Linked DNA regions of Mus musculus: regions 1, 3 and 4 are each linked to region 2. The links are chromatin contacts, called in public Micro-C and promoter capture Hi-C maps. All regions are on one chromosome and are shown on one strand. The core of a region is the stretch at or near the end of the contact, and the rest is flanking DNA. Distances in the headings are between cores, read along the strand shown.

Region 1 (2,700 bases), core at 159-2,658, 380 kb before region 2:
GAGCACATAACACTAAGTGCAAAATACAAACGGGAACAGAAGACAAGGGCGGCCAAGATCTCATTAGCAGGGCCAAGGCCCTCACTTTGGCCACAGACATACTTTTCTCCTCGTATGCTTTGGGCAAGATTTCCTTTAAGGCTCACAGTTCTCCAAAATGGGGAATTAAAACGGACCGCACACCTGGAAATTGCATTCCATTCAATAACACGCTCAATTAACCTGGATGGGAAGGCTCGGACTTCCTGGAAAGGTGATGCTTCCCCTAAAGTCACATTGGATTTTGGGCTCCATTTTCCTTCAAGTTGTAAGAGGGAGGCCTAATACAGAACCACCAACCTTAAACGGTGCAGACTTCTTTAAAAATATACAGTTCCTCCTTTTAAAAGTTTCTGAAGCCACAAGAGGTTAAGGGACGCCATCTATCTCTCTTCTAACCTATCTACCTAATTGTATTGGTCAACTGACTTAAGCTTGGTTGGATCAACAAGTCTTCTGGGTGAACGTAAATGTTAAAGGAATACTCAAGTCGTTGAAAGGTTTCTCTTGGGGAAATGAACGGTGTTATTTTAAGTTTGCTCAGGAACCTTCTGTGATACTTTTAATGCCCGTTGGACCCTCGCTGGGAGGGGGAGGCTGCGGGCCGCTTCACAACTGCAGTTGTCTTGCTCTGAATAATATTTTAAATCTTTTTTTAAAAAATTAAAATTAAAAAAAAATCAATAACAGGCACTGGCCGGGTCCTCCTCACAATCTTCTATTTTTAGTTTAGTTCCTCCCACCCCACCTTCGCATCACCCAGCTGCGCTGCAGAGGCAAAGAGAACACCGAGTGGGGTCGGGGTCTGCCTTGGGGAGACTTCCCTGCGAGGTTCACAGCAAGGCCCCCTGGGCTAGCAGCTAGCCACCTGGGCACCGCAGGCTCCCTTAGGTCGGGTGCCCGGGCCAAGCACGCCGAGCATCCCGCCCTGCATCCCCGGGGGCAGTCCCCTCCCGGGCGCCGGGAGCACGACCTCGCCGGGCCCACCGTGGGTCCCGGGGCCGCGTACCTGCTCCGCGCCCGCCGCCTCGGCGTGGTCCTCGGGCACGGGGCTGGCGCGGGGCCGCCCTCCGGCTCTCTCGGGAGGTTGCTTGGGCTGCTCCGGCTCGTCGTGCTGCTGGCCCTCGCCACCGCCTGCCGGCCCCGGCTGCTCGGGCTCGGGCTCCGAATCGGTCTGCCAGGTGGAGTCGCAGTCCTCCACGGTGGTGGGCTCGCGGAAGCTGACCCCGCCGAGCAGGTTGCCCATTGAAGAGGCGGCGGCGGGCGCGGGCTGCGGTAGCGCGCTAGGGCCCGGGCATGGCCGCGCTCCGCTCGCTCGGGGCGCAGGCGGCTGCTCGCCCGGCCCGCGCCGCACAGCTCAGCGCGGCCGCCGGCGCTCCGGCGCACAGGCGGGGAGGAGCCGGGCCCCCCGGAGCCGCCGCCGCACGCGTCCCAGCCAGCCCATCCCGCCGCCGCCCCGCCCTGCCCCGCCCCGCCCCAGCGAAGCCAACCCACTCCCGAGCGCGCGGCACCAGCTCCACCGGGACGCGCCCCCCTCCACGGTCCCCGGGAGTGGCCAGGGGTCAGCTGCCCCGCCCCCTGTGGACCGGGATCCGCCCCCTTGGGGCTCCTCCCAGCCAAGCGAGAAGCCTGATCCCGCCCAGGTCAGAGAGTGGAAGGAGGTGTCTCCATCAGCAGACCGGTCCTGCCCACACCCCCGCCCCCACTGGCTGCTCCAAGAGGAAGACAAATTAGCCACAGCAGAAGACAAAAGCTAATCTTGACAGTGCACCCTCTAAACAGGAAATCCAAGCTTCGGGAACAGTACTTAAGGCCACCTAGAATCCCTGCGGTCTATAAAATAAAAGTCAGAGCTCTCTGTCCCCTCATCTTAAAAGCAAACTTCTCTCGAAACAAAGGAGCAAGAAGAATTAGGCCAGCACATTTATTTCATCAGTGAGTAGTCCACATTTGTGCTCTGGGCAGAAAAACGTCGGCATTTATACAATGAACAGGCTGGTTCTAAGTGGAGTGCTGAAGACTATGGTTCTAAGGACCAGAGGCAAACCTGCTGTAAGAATACTTCTAGGCAAAATAACAACCAAAGCATCTGAAAATGGCAGAGCGTGAAACCAACTCCAGGAGCTAGTGGCCCGATGCCTGCACCTGAGTCTTGATGGGATTTTTTCTGCCGTGGGACATTGCCTGGGATCATGGGTTAGTTTTATTAGATGCATCAATTGTACTCAGAACTAGTAATTAAATAGATTGCAAATCCAGGTAGATGGGTATTGCTTAAGGAAGATTTGGCTAGAAGATGCCTCTCCACAGATAAATCAGTGGTTGTTTCTTTCCAAACTTCACAGTAGGGTGTGACTCTACTAGCAGTTTCTGGCTTTGGACAGGTCACGTAACTTCTTGAGACCCCGGTAGTCTCCTCATCTTCAAAATGAAGCCAGGTTTTTCTCTCTGGAATGGCATCTAGCTTCACCTTTAATGACCTTATGACTATCAGGGGCCACACAAAAAGAACGTTCTGGTCAGATATTCATTCATAAAAACTGATGATATTAGGATGAAGTCCTTGTCAGATCCAAACAAAATTAGAACTTGACAGTATTATTGGGGGAGGGGTGTTCATACCTGTCTGAGGTAGGGAGTTTCTTGGTTGATAAGATGTTT
Region 2 (2,700 bases), core at 105-2,604:
TTTTGGTGTTGTTGTTGTTGTTGTTTGCTTAAACGCTCACCCTGAGAAAGCCTCAGCGCTACCTTGGGATTCAAACACCCAATGTAGTCACCGGCTGGCTAATAAATGCTTTATATATTTGCTTCAACCCAAGTCGGAGCAGTCTTCTCTAGTGACTACCCCACAACATAAGAGAGTAGTTGTGAAAATTCACAGGTGCGCAGTGCCAGACACCGAACCCAAGATGCAGGACACAGCCACGTGAAGGTGGAGGATCTGCCCCAGCGTGCTGCTTGTTCCTCAGGAACATAGTCAAAAGGATTTTCATGCGACAGAGAAAGTCGGGTTGCGGAGGAAAACGGAATCAGAAATGATTCATTGGGGGTGGGGGTGCTTTCCTCAGACTCCCTGGAATGTGCTTGGAATGAGAACAGCCTGGGGTTCGTTCGGCTAATAGATTCTCTATATATGAGAGGGTCTTCCAGGTATTTCCGCTTGCCATCCTCTGACCCACTTGATCTGATGGCATCACCTAGGAAGACCGGTCACTCACAGCCAGGCTGTGCTGATGATGTGCAGTGAAGAGGCAGTGGGTTCTATCCAGGACGCCCACGTTCTATTTCCACTAAGTCAGTTACCACTGACCTCAGGAAATTCCCTTAAGTCTCCATCTTCTGCTCCTTCATCCAGAAAATGAAGGTGATTCCACCTCCAAAGCCTCCTTGAAAGGATTACAGGGATGGTCCTGGGGGATAATTCCTGTGCCTGCAAACTGGGAAGGCTCCAACATGAACAAAAGCAAGTTACACATACTCAGCCGGAGTTGTCAAAATGTCCCCCACAGATCCAACTGTGGCCGAGCAGTTGCGATTGATTCCTTGGAATGGGCTGGCACACATGCCAGACACCTATGTGCGGCACCCCCTCCATCTCTGTGGGATTCTATTGATTTCTGCCTTTCAAGAGAAAGTGGTTCTCTTTGCTGAGGTTCTGTACACCAACCCTCAAGCCAGGGAAGGACCGCTTTGTCCCCTCCCTCTTTCTCCTTCTGCCCTCTTTAGGACTCCGGACTTGTCACACGTGAATGGGTTTCCTTGGCTGATCTCCAAAGACCCTGCAGCAGTTCAGTGAGCTGAACCCTGGGGCGATCTGAAAACAGCACCCACCACCTCCACACACACACACACACACACACACACACACACACACACACACCCCAGGCAGAGGTCGCGCAACCCAGCAGAGATCCTCCTCCCTCCCCCTGCCTCTGCCCGCAGGCAGCGCCTGGTGCCACCGGGCTCAGACCCCGCAGAGAGCCTTGGCCCTTCCCGCCTCCGCCCCGCAGCCCCTCTCCGCCAGTAGCAGCGCTGCTATCTTCCCACCGGAGCACTAGGAGGACGCCCGAGTCTGCAGCGCCCCCGCCCCCTCGCTTTTTCTTTCTTTCCCTGCTTTGGGATCTTGCTGTCTGGAGCCGGGAGAGGTTCCGAGAAGGAGAGAGCGGCACAGGTTTCTGCCGCGGCGCTCGAACGGGAGCTTAGGGACGCAGCATCCTCGGTGTCCACCCGGGATCGCAGCTGCACCGGCCGACATGTGACGGAGGAAAGCCCTCAGCATTCCCGGCAACCGCCTTCAAAGGGGTCCCGGAACGCTCGCCCAGGCCAGCAGCTGGATCCTCTTAGCCCTCAGCGACGCGGGACAGGAGCGGCAAGGTACAACGCCTGGTACGTTCCAGGCTCGCACTCGGGAAAAGAGCGCAGCGGGGACCGCCGCCTGGCTTGCACTCGGCACAACTCCGGGACCTGCGGAGTGCGGCTGGACCGTGTCCAGATTCCCGCCGACTTCATCCAGAGTGACCCAAGACCCTAGCCGGTCCTCCTGCACCCCCTGGAGTTCTAGCTTGCCCTGCATCTGCGCCGACCCCACAACGCCCAGGTCCCCGCAACGCCCCAGTCCGGAAGGGGAGCGCGCTTGCGGCTTCTCCCTGATTGCAGACGCTGCCGCTGTCCTAACTGCACACAGAGGTCCCCTACCCGGAGCCTAGTCCTTGCAGGGGGTGGTGTCCGAGACGCTGGGGAGCGCGCACCATGAAGTCCGCGCTGTGCAGCCGCTTCTTCATCCTCCTGCCCTGGATCCTGATTGTCATCATCATGTTGGACGTGGACCCCCGCAGGCCCGCGCCCCAACTCACTTCCCGTCCCTACTTCTCTCCCCATGCAGTGGGCTGCGGGGGCTCCCGAGTCCCGCTCCGACGGAGTAGCCCCGGGCGTGACGCTGCCGAGAAGCGGAACGAGTCTCGGCCTCAGCTGCAGCCGGAGCCGCGCTTGCCCACCATCTATGCCATCACACCCACCTACAGTCGCCCGGTGCAGAAAGCCGAGCTCACTCGCCTGGCCAACACCTTCCGCCAGGTGGCGCAGTTGCACTGGATCCTGGTGGAGGACCGGGCGACGCGCAGCGAGCTGGTGAGCAGCTTCCTAGCTCGGGCCGGCCTGCCCAACACGCACCTGCATGTGCCCACGCCGCGGCGCTACAAGCGACCGTGGCTGCCGCGCGCCACCGAACAGCGCAACGCGGGCCTCGCCTGGCTGCGCCAGAGGCATCAGCATCAGAGCGCGCAACCCGGCGTGCTCTTCTTCGCCGACGATGACAACACGTACAGTCTGGAGCTCTTCCAGGAGGTAGTGGTCCAGCGCCGATGGTGGGGTGTAGGGTGTGTGTGGG
Region 3 (2,700 bases), core at 133-2,632, 340 kb after region 2:
TAGAACAAGCTCAAAATGATGTAACCAACCGTAATCGTAAAACAACAAATCAATACATTTTATATAGTAATTTTTGTTAAATTTCACTTCAGATTTGTTCCTGGTCAACTGTTATTTACTGGAGCACTGACCTCTGGCAAATCTTAACTCTTTATAAATGGCCAGTTTGTTTCTCATAACATGACTGGTACATGTAATTCAAGATCCAATCAAGTGAGCTGCCATTCTTTAGAGAATTTCTGGTGAAGAAAGATGAAGAAACTGCTCTGGAAGCTTCAGTGGGGATACTAGGCATAGCCCTAGCTTGCGTAGAAAGCAGAAGAGAACAGAGGTTGTTACAACTCTTCGGGGATGTAATAAAAAGTAAAACATATGGACTGAAAAAGAGGTTCCATCCACACATATAGGAAAAAGGAGTTTTATGGCTTAAAAAACAAAACACCAACATTAAAGAACTAAAATCGGTTCGGTGGTTAGGAGCGGCTGGACCGAAAGCAATGAGGCGGGGGGACCAAAAGAGGTTAAGAGAGTGAGGGCCTCTGAAGGCAAGGCTCGACACTGGAGCAAAGAGATGCTTAAACGCAACAACAAAACGCAAAAGGCCAAAAAGCCCACCCTCCCACAAGTCAGTAACTAACAAAAGAGCTAGAACGAGGTGCCAAAGGAGAAAATAGTGCTAACAGCGAGGAAACTGATCGGCGACGGCCAAGAGGTTAACGACTGGGGATGCACAGTCGAGGGACCGAGCTGGACCGAGCGGAGAGCTCGACCGACGTCGAGGGACCCCCGGAGCCAAAGGGCGCGCGGGCGCGGGTGGAAGCGAATGAGGGTCGAAGGACCAGGCGGCGACCGTGGAGTGGGGCGGAGAGCCGGCGGGACACCGGGCACGACGAGTGGCAAGGGCCGGCCGGGGGCACCCGCCTGCGCGCCGCGCCCCTCGCGTCCCCGCCGACCTTCAGCGGGCCCAGGACCCGGCTCCGACTGAGGCCAGGGCGCCAGAGGCAGACGAGGCGAGGAGGCCACTTCCTGTCCGGCCCCGCGGGGGAGATGGACCTGGCCCGCGTCGCGGGGCCGGGAGTCGCGCGGACAGCGAGGGGCTCACCTCTCAACCGGCACGGCCTCGGCTGGCGCCTGTGCGACGGAGGAGCTCTGCGTCCGGCTGGTAGGCGTCCTTAGCCAGGTCCGCACCATCCCGCCCCGGGCCCGCTCACATCGCCATCGCAGCACCCGCAACCACCGCAAAGCCAAGAGCCGGCTCGTCTCCGGCGCTCGGCTCCCGGCCCAGAGCCGCCGGCGAGCATGCGCAGTCGCGTCGGTCCCAAGGGAACCGGGCCGCCGAGCGCTACCTGCGTTCAACAGGTCCCGGCCCGCGGCCCCGCCCCTGGGGCTCTCCCCTCCCCCTCCCGCAACGTCCCGCCTTCTCTGAGGCGAGGACCCGCCCCCTTGGGCTCCAAGTCCCGCCCCCCCAGGAGACTCAGCTGCCGCGGGCCCCCGGCGCCAACCGAGATTTGAAGATTTGTTCTCCCTTCCCGGCTCGCCCCTCCCGAGTTCCCGCGAGAACGGGAGACTTGCGTCAATAAAAAGCGCGAGCCCAGCCGGGGTGGGAGCTGGGGGTAGGGGGGGGGATAGTGTGAACCACTGGTCGAGAGTTAAAGGGCCCCAAGAGATGCGAAAGGACAGTTGAAGACTGAGGAGATTTCTCTCGAAGTCATCTACGTCTTCTCTCCTTGCTGCCATGGCTAGAGCCGACCCTCGCGCCTCTGCCAGGGCAGTGGGTCGGTGCTGCCCCAGCAGTCGCTAATGGGGCCATCCATGGTGTGGCCATGCGTGCAGCTGATCTATTAGTGTCTTGATTGATGACATCTTAAATAGAAGCTTTCAGGTCTTAAATTCCATTAACGGAAGCCCATAGTCTTTCATTGATTAACTTCATTTTCTTCTTTCCCGCTGTCCGAACAGAACATTTTTTAAAGATTTATTTACTTTACATCCTGCTCGGTTCCCCCTTCCAGATCCCCTCCCCTCCCACAGTCCTTCCCCCACTCCCCCTTCCCTTCTCTGAGTCTGTGAGGCTGGCACTTCCTATCCCACTGAGGCAGGACAAGGCAGCCCAGCTAATAAAACATATCCCACATAAATGGAGCTGCTTTGGGGATAGTAGCTCCCCTCCCCCTCCCGTTGTTGAAGACCCACATGAAGACCAAGCCACACATCAGCCACACATGCTGGAGGAAGTGGGGTTAGGTCCAGCCCGTGTATACTCTTTGGTTGGGGGTTCAGTCTCTGAGAGCCCCAAGGGTCCTGGTTAGTTGGTCTTCCTGTGGAGTTCCTATCCCCTTCAGGACTGCAATCTTTCCTCCTATTCTTCCATAAGAGGCCCCTCGCTCCATCCACTATTTGGCTGTGGGTGTCTGCTTCGGTTTGAATCATCTCCTGGGTGGAGCCTACAGAGTATCCTTATAATAGTGTCAGGGTTTGGTGCTTGCCCATGGATGGGTCTCAAGTTGGGCCACCAGCAGGACATTTTATAGCTCGTTAAAGCTTCTGTGTGTGACTCAAGCAAGGTTGGGAATTTCAGCAACAGCTGAAAATTTCCCTCAGAGCTGTAACACTTTCACACAGCTCAAGATAAAATGAATGGGGAGAACAGAACACAGCTTGTGATAAAAATGAATTAGGAGGAGAGAGTGGTGTCTCTTA
Region 4 (2,700 bases), core at 184-2,683, 510 kb before region 2:
TTTGTTTTAGAAATAAGATTCTCAACTGGATACTGTGATGAGCTTTTGATGCCAGCACTCAGGAGGCTGAGGGAAGAGGATATTGGGTTAAAGCAGATTGAATTACACAGAAAGGCCCCATCTCAAAACAGCAACATAACAATAAGGTTCACTTTTTAAGTCCTAAATGCAATTTTCCTTTAGGAAAAGAAAAATCATATATGCCACTAATGGTCTGGATTTTTATTAGAACAGAAACTAGCAGGTTTGAGATACCTGGTGCTCTGGCTAATTCTTTAAGAACACAGATGTCCAAGACCGCAGAAAAAGCAATTTGAGTGCTGTCTGCTTATGCATTCCGTTTTCTAATGCGAGACGCCTTACTTAACTTTAAAAATTAATAACGTTGATTAATAATGTTCCAACCTATGTGTGCAGCTCTCTTGCATGAGAGCAGTCTGGGTTTGAGGGCGGAGATCTTGCTGAACCTCACAAGCACACGTCACCTGCCTACAATGAGGGCAGTCAGGCTCCAGACCTGCCCAGGCCTACTCCCTCGCGACGCTGCCCGGCCCGACTGGACTTGCTCTGGGCGGCAGGATCAGGTCCCACCTCTGGGCTCTGAGCGGTTCGCTCTTCGAGGATCAGGGCGGGTGTGTAGCCGGAGTCGCTTCCTATTGGCCGACTTGCCGGGCGTCCGGACATCTGATTGGACGGCCCCGCCTCCCCACGGGCTGAGCTCATTGGACGGCGCCAGCCGAGGGGGCGGGGCGCGTTCCCCCCGGGTTCTTGAGCGAGCGCGCCGGGCCGCTGAGCCGGGCTGAGGCGCGGGAGCGGGGCTGCGCGGCGGGCTGCGGAGGTAGGGAGCGCGGCGGGCGGCGCGGGTGGTGAGGGCGGCGGGCCCGCGGCTGGCTGCTCGTGCCCCGCGAGCGCCCCGGGCAAGAAGAGCTCGCCGCAGTCCTTGGCGGGCGGGGACGGAGCTGCGGGCGCGCCCAGCCCTCCACTGTCCTGTCAGCCGCGGCCACCACACACACGCACACACAGACACACACATTCACACACGCGCGCGCACACACACACACACACACACACACACACACATACACACACACACACAAAGAGCGCGGCGGCGGTGCGGGGAGGCTCGCCCGGGCCCGCAGCGCTCAGGCCGCGGAGACAATGCGGCGGGCCGGACTCCGCGACGTGCGAGCCGGGAAAAGTTTGAGGCTTCTCCTCAGGCTGGGCCGAGCCGGGCCGCGGCTTTGGGGAGCCGGCTTCGGGACGGGGCCCGCGAGCTCGAGCGCCTGCGCGGCCCGAGGCGTGAGGAGAGCCTTTAATACTTTTTTTTGGAGCGGGCGGGGAGAACAAATACAAGTGCGGTCGGGCGAGAGGCGCTGGCGTGCCGCTGACGCGGGGACGGTATCCGTGGGAACCTCTCGGGGGCGAAGGCTGTCCGGGGCCTGGCGGGGGCGGGGTGGAGAGGTTAGAAGGTCGCAGAGCTGCGCTGCTTGCGACTGGCTCTGCTTGACCTTGGACCAATGATTTAACCGCTTAGATCACCTCGTGGGTGATCTCGGAGGCGACAGCCGCTCGAGTCTTGTAGCTTTGAAATGTGTCTCCGATGGAGATTTTTTTTTTTCTTTTCTTTTCTTTTTTCTCCAAGCCTCGTTGTGGTGCGGGAGTTGTGAAATGGTAGGCCGGGATATATTTATATGCACCCGGGACTCACCCTTCAGCCTTTCTCAGAAGTAACTTTTAAGTCGGGTGGCTTAAACACACCGATCCTTCCAGAGTGCAAAATAAGGTATCCATTACTTTATTTGCAATTCTTAAGACTGGTCTAGATACCCTGTTCGAAGTCCTTGAAGTCCTAGGGCCAGGACAGAACCAATCCTGAGGGTGAAGTGGCAGGTGCCCCCAGCAAGCCCTTCTCCAGGCATTTTGGAGAAGCGTGAAGTATTTATTATGCAAAGGAGAGCATAAACCAGGGCAGGCGTTTGTGTTTATGGCGTTGGTTTCTGTATCACTGGTTTCTACTGAAAAGTTTTGTTGAAGGGTGAGGTGTTGGTGGGGAGGGGTCTCCGGTGACAAGAGAAGGAGAAGAAAACTTTATTTGTAATCCAAGTAAATCTTAAAAGTAATGTTAAGTCTCCCTTGCGGGCAGGCACGGTAGCAATGCTAGTACATCTTGATCTAATTTTAATGAAGGATTGAAAATAGCCACCGTGTTCATATCACTGACGCCAAGTCAGCTCACTTACATAATCATCTTTGTTGAGATGTGTTAGTGCTGTGTATAATTTCAAAGAATAATTACAAAGTTTGTTCTGACACTGTCGTTGAACTATTATCATTTGAGATATGTAAAATAATGAAATCTTAACTTTTGGTTATCAGATAACCTACATTTTTCCATCAAAGTAAAACCAAACCTTGCTATGAACAGAACTCATGTAAATACTGCATATATATGTTATGGCAATGTATAAAGAATGTATTGGCTCTGTATGTACATGTTCAAGTACCACAGTTTTCTCACTTTGTGAGAGTGCCGCTTTTATAGCAGGTGCTCCGCTGGCTATTTTCTCCCCACCATGGAGCTTAGAAGCTTATAAACAATGCAAGTTTGTAAGTTAGATATTCAGCATATATTTGCTCACAAAAAATATCCAGTGCCCAGATAAAAATAATAAAAAGTCCACTCCACCCATTCTTAAAAAG

Evidence for each region. Promoter capture Hi-C pulls out the DNA fragments that hold promoters and counts their contacts. Hi-C and Micro-C count contacts between places; a contact is called where the count stands out from the background.
Region 1: a contact with region 2 is called in a Micro-C map of embryonic stem cells, with 2.9 times the contacts expected there. The contact joins the promoter of Ogfrl1 here to the promoter of B3gat2 in region 2. A contact is called at or near these places in 3 of 39 promoter capture datasets (cranial neural crest, frontonasal cranial neural crest and pre-B cells), 4 of 484 Hi-C or Micro-C datasets (cortical neurons and embryonic stem cells) and 4 of 115 datasets of contacts at active chromatin or transcription factors (astrocytes, embryonic forebrain, forebrain and 1 more).
Region 3: a contact with region 2 is called in a promoter capture Hi-C map of embryonic stem cells. The contact joins the promoter of Fam135a here to the promoter of B3gat2 in region 2. A contact is called at or near these places in 12 of 39 promoter capture datasets (the C10 cell line, the HPC-7 cell line, cranial neural crest and 7 more), 6 of 484 Hi-C or Micro-C datasets (brain, embryonic stem cells, muscle stem cells and 1 more), 14 of 115 datasets of contacts at active chromatin or transcription factors (SST interneurons, astrocytes, embryonic forebrain and 6 more) and 2 of 9 other capture datasets (embryonic stem cells and liver).
Region 4: a contact with region 2 is called in a Micro-C map of embryonic stem cells, with 3 times the contacts expected there. The contact joins the enhancer-like site here to the promoter of B3gat2 in region 2. A contact is called at or near these places in 3 of 39 promoter capture datasets (the HPC-7 cell line, embryonic stem cells and neutrophils), 5 of 484 Hi-C or Micro-C datasets (embryonic stem cells and nephron progenitors) and 4 of 115 datasets of contacts at active chromatin or transcription factors (astrocytes, embryonic stem cells, microglia and 1 more).

What each region holds. Positions count from the first base shown.
Region 1 is chr1:23,381,767-23,384,466 of GRCm38.p6, forward strand. It overlaps Ogfrl1 (opioid growth factor receptor-like 1), which reads right to left and starts at 1,409. Exons shown (of 7, transcript NM_001081079.1): 1 at 1,049-1,409. The coding sequence starts at 1,285.
Region 2 is chr1:23,760,572-23,763,271 of GRCm38.p6, forward strand. B3gat2 (beta-1,3-glucuronyltransferase 2 (glucuronosyltransferase S)) reads left to right here and starts at 1,355. Exons shown (of 4, transcript NM_172124.2): 1 at 1,355-2,657. The coding sequence starts at 2,064.
Region 3 is chr1:24,098,959-24,101,658 of GRCm38.p6, forward strand. It overlaps Fam135a (family with sequence similarity 135, member A), which reads right to left and starts at 1,383. Exons shown (of 21, transcript NM_026604.4): 1 at 1,103-1,383.
Region 4 is chr1:23,255,483-23,258,182 of GRCm38.p6, forward strand. No RefSeq gene overlaps it. Among named protein-coding and RNA genes, the nearest start is that of Mir30a, 15 kb to the right of the region's middle. Within about 2 kb of position 1,434, at least 346 of the 459 cell types and tissues checked have an H3K27ac peak or open chromatin away from gene starts, as enhancers often do. A contact at or near this core is called in astrocytes, embryonic stem cells, microglia and 2 more, where this site is marked.